Regions from separate parts of the Sus scrofa genome. Here region 2 is linked to region 1. A link is a contact called in public Hi-C data. All regions are on one chromosome and are shown on one strand. Each heading gives the region's core, a stretch centred on a gene start, on an enhancer-like site or on the middle of the called end of the contact. The rest is flanking DNA. Distances are from core to core; before and after follow the strand shown. Region 1 overlaps ATP2B2 (plasma membrane calcium-transporting ATPase 2). Region 2 holds the start of ATP2B2 (plasma membrane calcium-transporting ATPase 2).

What was found. A called contact is a pair of places that touch in the nucleus more often than the background predicts.
Region 2: a Hi-C map of liver shows a contact between it and region 1, with 6 times the contacts expected there. The contact joins the promoter of ATP2B2 here to the enhancer-like site in region 1. A contact is called at or near these places in 1 of 5 promoter capture datasets (liver) and 1 of 47 Hi-C or Micro-C datasets (liver).

What each region holds. Positions count from the first base shown.
Region 1 is chr13:66,601,485-66,604,531 of Sscrofa11.1, forward strand. It overlaps ATP2B2 (plasma membrane calcium-transporting ATPase 2), which reads right to left. Exons shown (of 25, transcript XM_021069335.1): 6 at 2,755-3,012; 7 at 1,633-1,758. Among named protein-coding and RNA genes, the nearest start is that of MIR885, 5.4 kb to the left of the region's middle. Within about 2 kb of position 1,752, at least 2 of the 83 cell types and tissues checked have an H3K27ac peak or open chromatin away from gene starts, as enhancers often do. A contact at or near this core is called in liver, where this site is marked.
Region 2 is chr13:66,895,398-66,898,434 of Sscrofa11.1, forward strand. ATP2B2 (plasma membrane calcium-transporting ATPase 2) reads right to left here and starts at 1,728. Exons shown (of 25, transcript XM_021069335.1): 1 at 1,659-1,728.

The DNA of each region.
Region 1 (3,047 bases), core at 502-3,001:
CAGTCCTAGCAACTCCCCTTGACTTCCGGATAACCCTCTGGCCACTTCTCCCAAGGATGCAAGGCTCTCTGACAGCCACTTCAGCCCAGAGGTCAGAACCAGGGTCACAGGGTGATGGCTCTGAGTTCCAAGAGGGCATTTGAGGCTGTCCATGATCACGTGGTCAGACAGACTCCTGGGCCTTGGCACTTACTGTCCCTCTGGCCTGGAATGCTCTTTTTTCTCATTGTTCTGGTTTTAGTTCAAATGCAACCTCCTCAGTCAGGCTTTTCCCTGAGCCACTAAGATTCCTATCCCCTTCCTCAGAGTCTTTGTCTCACTACAATGGTGTAATGTTTTCATCTAACTTATTGCTGTCTGAAATTATGGTACACATCTGCTCTTGCTTGTTCCTTGTTGCTCGTGCCAGGCTGAGATCTTCTCCCCCCCATTTTTTGGCTGCACCCATGGCACATGGAAGTTCCTGGGCCAGGGATCAAATCCTAGCTGCAGCTGTGGCAACACTGGATCTTAAACCCACTGCAACAAGCCAGGGATTGAACTGGTGCTGCTGTGGAGACAACGCCAGGTCATTAACCCACTGTGCCACAGCAGGGACTCCCAGACTGAGATCTTAAATATGTAAATGTGATCAGCTTACCATTTAAAACCACTCCAGAGAATCCGCATCACACTCAGAAAATGCACACACTCCTGACCCTGGTGCTCTAGGCCTGACATCTGACCGATCCATCTTGCTCAGGGTCCTGCCCCAGGACCTTTGCACTCGCTTTCCCCACTTCCTGGTATATTCTTCCCCTGGAAAGTTGCAAGACCAGCTGCTTCTCACCATTCACACCTCAGCCACACGTGCAACCACCTGCCTTCCATTGCCCTGCTTTATTTTTGTTATGTGTTTATTACCCTCTGGAACCTTTGCATTATCTGCACCACAAGCTCCTCATGGTTGGGGCCTCATCTGTCTTATTCACTATTGTGTCCCCAGCCCCCAGCCCAGTGCCTGCCACACAGTAGGTGTCTAAAATGATTGTCACCTGACTGATTTTTTTTTTTTTTTTGGTCTTTTTAGGGCTGCACCTGAGGCATATGGAAGTTCTCAGGTTAGGGATTGAATTGGAGCTGTAGCTGCTAGTCCACGCCACAGCCACAGCAATGTGGGATGTGAGCTGCATCTGTGACCTACACTACAGCTCACGGCAACGCCAGATCCTTAACCCACTGATTGAGGCCAGGATCGAACGTGCATCTTTATGTACACTAGTTGGGTTTGTTACCGCTGAGCCGATGGGAACTCCTCACCTGACGGATACTTTCTAGCCCCTAGAGAACAGGCTTCAGTGTGTGACTTTTCAGAAAACCAGCTCATTAGAAGGTAGACTTCACGGGGGCAGGAACTCGTCAGTCTTATTCCCTGTACCAGTCCCGGGACCCAGAGCAGTGCCAAGTGCACAGTAAGCTCAATGCACGTTTGCTGGGAAAAGGGAGGGAGTTCTCATTTGGGGCCAAGCTGGCCAGAGATCTGGAGCCAATGCCTCTGAGACTCTCTAGCCTCATGAAGGGGACATGGAGCCCCCTGGGCAGGGACGCAGGGACTGGCAATGGGAGTGAGCCCACCGTCCGGCCGCAGCTCACCTGACAGCAGCATGGGGTCCTTGTCCACGGACTTGCGCACCTGGTCAGACTCCCCCGTCAGGGAGCTTTCATCGATCTTGAGGTCATTGCCCTGGATGAAAAGGCCGTCAGCAGGGAGGAGGTCACCTGGTGGGAGGAAGGGTGAGGGGGTCAATCAGCAGGGTTTCTGGTGGCTGGGGAGGCTGGAACATTCCTGCCAGGCATGACTACAAGGGCAGTTTCGCCTTTGGGAAGTGGCTGCCTACTAGAGCTCCTAGGGTGGAGGAACCAAGATGGTGCCCATCACAGGCCCACAGGCAGCTGAAGCCTGGGGCCGAGGTGGAACGCATGAGGCCTGGAGGCTAAGGCTGGGTCCCCAAATGATCCTAGCAAGAGTGGGTGTGCTTCCCCCGGTGCTGCGTGGATTTGGGGCCCAGTTTTCTCAATGAATCGTTCTTCTCTGGTCTTAATTGTGGTGTGGGGACATTCTTTTGGAAGAGACAAATCTATCTTGACTAAGCTGAGGAGACTTCCAAGACAGGCATATTATCAGAGGAAACCAAACCCCTACAGGGATGGGGGAGGAGAGGCCCTCCAATCTTTCTCCCACCTTCTGCCGCTACATACCTAGGACACATCTCCTCTAAACCCCACTTTCTCCATGGCAGTAACACAGGCCTAGAATGGCCACTCATCCATGTCCATTCCCTATAACATCTTCTCTAGCCCAGCAACCACCCATCAATAGCCAAATCAGAGGTGGGAAATGGATTTCCTCTCATCAACCCATTCTGAGTGTTCATGGTCCTTGGAGTGCCATGTTGAGGAGGCTTCTGAGGATGTATCTAGGCTTTGAGCTGAGATCGATTAGTAATGTCTGCTAAAGGTAGAAGTCTGGAGAATGGTGGTACCTATGCCATGTATTTGCCAATTCTGATTTAAATGGCTTCTGAAAGCTATTTAATCCTACCTCCAGAAAGGAGCCTTCCACCTCTCCGGGGAGCTCAGAAGACAACTTGGCTTGGGGTCAGCCTTCAGGGACCCACCCCCTGCCCTGGGCCAGCCTGTCTGGGTCTGCCTGTCCTGTCCCATCTCTGCCTGAATTCCAGCTCTAGCATCTGGCTCTGTAGTTGGGCTACTTACCATATTTGACCTGGGCGATGTCCCCAACCACGATCTCAGCCACAGGGATCTGGACCACCTGGCCAGCCCGGACCACGGTGAACTTCTGCTCCTGCTCAATGCGGCTCTGCAGGCCTCTGAACTGTTTCTCTTTGCTCCAGTCATTGAAGGCTGTGACCAGGACCACGCAGATGACCGAGAGGAGGATGGCAGCCCCCTCAATCCAGCCTGCCTCTGCCTCCCCTTCATCCTCTGCCCCGCCCTGGGCCGTGGCACATCCTGCAGAGAACAGAAGGAAGCAGGTGGGGTGGGTC
Region 2 (3,037 bases), core at 478-2,977, 290 kb after region 1:
TCTGAGAGAAGAAGTGACATCTTACAGAAGTAGGGAGAAGAGTGGGTCAGATGGGAGGTGACAATGATGCTTCCCCATGAGACTGAGGGGAGTGGGGGTCTCTTCCCGGGGCTGTAGCAGGGCCCTATCTGCATTTTGAAGCTAGGTATTAGGGACTGATATCCCCATGGAAGCAGCAAGAAACCACAGCCTATGCCAGTCCAACTAGTAGGTCCAGAGGGGTCTTGAGGGTCTGGGGCCCTTGTCACCACTGAACATTCAATTTAGAGCATGAGTGCTCAGGGTTCTGGGAAACAGTCCCCCCAGCAGCCCTGTTAGCCACAGGGGAGAGCTCACCTAAATCTAGGTGCCAGAGCAGAAGGGAGAGGATGGAAATCATTTCTTCCCTTCCAGACCCAGAAGGGAAAGTTCACAGGTTGGTAGCCCAAAATTTTGGACACAGACCATGCACTAGGCATGATGGTAAACACTTCAAGAACATGAACCCAGCCATCAGCACATCCCTGTGAGGTAGCTACCCCCATTACACACATGGGGAAGGGAGTCAGAGGGGAAATGACTTGTCAGAGGTCATACAGCTGGTAAGAGGCAGAGCTCAAATCCTCCAGGTGTAGGAACCAAAGAGTCCCTCTCCATCCCTCCCCAACCCATTATAAGAAAGCCCAGTTCTTGCTCCTTCCAGGGGTTGGCTGTGTGACCTTGAGGCTGGCTCACCCTCTCTGGGCCTCACTTGCCTTTTCCAAGACTAATGCTCTAGGATGCTAGGACACACCTGATGCCAGGATATAGTTTCCTCCTGAGACCCCAGGGCTTCAGGGTGACCAGGTCCTTGTTGATTCCAGGTGTGCAGAAACATACTGATCTGCTGTGGGGGGGCCTCTGTGGTCCCTGCCTGAGCCCACTTCCTCAAGGACCCTTTGCGGCTGGGCTGAAAAATTAAGCTGCGGATATGAGAGCTCAACTGAGTGTGGGGCTTTGGAGCTCTTGTGTCACCAGGTGGGGGACTCTGGCACACAGTGCCTGGAGAAGGGCTGTGGGTGTGGGCAGGGTGAGGGGCTCGGGGAAAAATACTGAGAGAAACTGGCAGGGTGTGTGTGTGGGGGGGGGGGTGGCGGTGGTCCTGCAGTGCTTCGGCCCTTAGAAGCCTTTGCGGATGGGAGAAAGCTCCAGCCCTGAGCCAGAGTCCACAGCTCTGATCATGTCCCTCACCTGCAGGAACCGGGGCCTGGAGAAAGAGGGGCCCCCAATACTAGGGGAAGCCAGGCACAGAAGTCAGAGCCGGCTGGGAAAGAAGAAACTGGGGGTTCTAGCGCTCTGGACGCCCCCAAGCTCTGGGGCTGCTTCGAGCCCACGAAAGTTTTCTCGAAGCCCGGCGCACGGCGCGCCCCTTCCCCGGCGCCCGTAGGCGCCGGTCCGCAGGCGCCCACCCCGGCCCGCCCCGCCCGCCGCCGGGTGCCCGCTCAAGGTCACCGCTGACAAGGCGCCTGTCTTGGAGGGGCAAAGGGACCCAGGACGCGTTCCGGCTCGGGCTGGGCTCTGGCCCGGCAGGGGTCCGAGAGGCCGAGCACCAGTGGAAAGGAAGCCTGCCGGGAGGGAGATAGAGAACGAGGGAGAGGGGAGGAGGCCCAGAGCCCCGGGCCCGGCCACCCCTGCGTTACCTGCACCGGCTCTGGGAGAAAGATGCTGCTGCTGCCGCCGCTGCCGCTGCCGCTGCCGCCGCCACTGGTGCGCGCCCGGCCCGGCCCGGCCCCGCTGCGGCTGCGGCTCCTCTGCCGCGGCCGCCCGGCGCTCGCCTCGCCCCGCGGCCCCGCCGCCGCCCGCCTGCCTCCCTCCCTCTACCGTCGCCTCTGCCACCGCTGCACTGCGCTCTGCCCGCCTCTCTCCCTCCCTCCCCTCCCGCTCCCTCCTCCCCCGCGCGTTCCCCCTCGGCCCTCCCCAAACTCTACACGGAGAGCGCCCTGCGGGACCTAGAACACGCCGTCCAGCGCCCTTCTCTATGAGCACGCAGGGTGGCCTGAGGAGGGGTCTCTGGCCTCCCCCAGGGCTGTCTCTTCAGGTACCAACATTAGCAGCAGCCCCTTACCCTCCCCCCGCACCCTACCATCAGCCCGGCCCTTTGGAGCCACCCCTTCCCCTTGGATCTGGATGCCCCCCCCCAAATAACACACACCTGAAACGTGTGTCGGGGGTCGCATAGTGTGGGACGAATTGAGGTGTGGAGGAGGTAGAAGGGGAAACCTAGTTTAGGGGGCGTGGGCTGGTGGGACCAATCCTAGGGTGTTTAGCCTGAGGGTACTCAGACACAGGAAAAAGATGGGGGTAGGGCAGGGGCACCTGTTGGTCCCCAGCCTCCAGCCTGGCCTGGCCTAGGGCCTAGAGAAGGCCAGGAGAGATCCTCTGCCCCAAGAGAAAGGTGAAAACCCCAGGCACACTGAAAGCACCTCCCCAAAGCAGGTTTCCCTTCCTTGGCGCAGGCCCCAGGTCACTGAAAAGCCCTGCTCCGCCAGGAAGCTGGCCACCTGACTCCCAGCGCCTTGGTCTGCTCCATGCCATCAATTAATCATGCCCGCTTGCTTATTTATTTATTGGCTTTATAAAAAGCCAAATGCACTGCTCTGCTCGCAGGAAGAGAGAAGAAGATGGGCCCCCATGGGGTGGGGACAGGGAGGGCCTGGCCACGGTAAATCCCACTCCCCAGGCCTTGGCTTGTTGAATGAAGGCTAGGGCCTGGGGAGACCCTGGGCTCTAGGCGTCTAAAAAGCTTGCTTCCTAGGAATGGCTGGGATCCTGCTCTCATTGGTGAGGACAAAATTCATCATGGCCTGTGCTCTGCAGCCCTGGGATGAGGCAGGGGATATTGACTCTTAGGGGCTTAGGCATAGAGGGAAGAGGGGGGCCTGGGAGGCCAGTGACCAGAAGGTATCAGGCAGGTGTGAGAGGAGGTGTCTCCAGGCTCTTGGCTCAGCACACTCGGTTCTCACTGCTCCACACTTGGCTTGGCAGCAGCCCTTCATCTCCTGCTGTAGTCCTGTCCTCT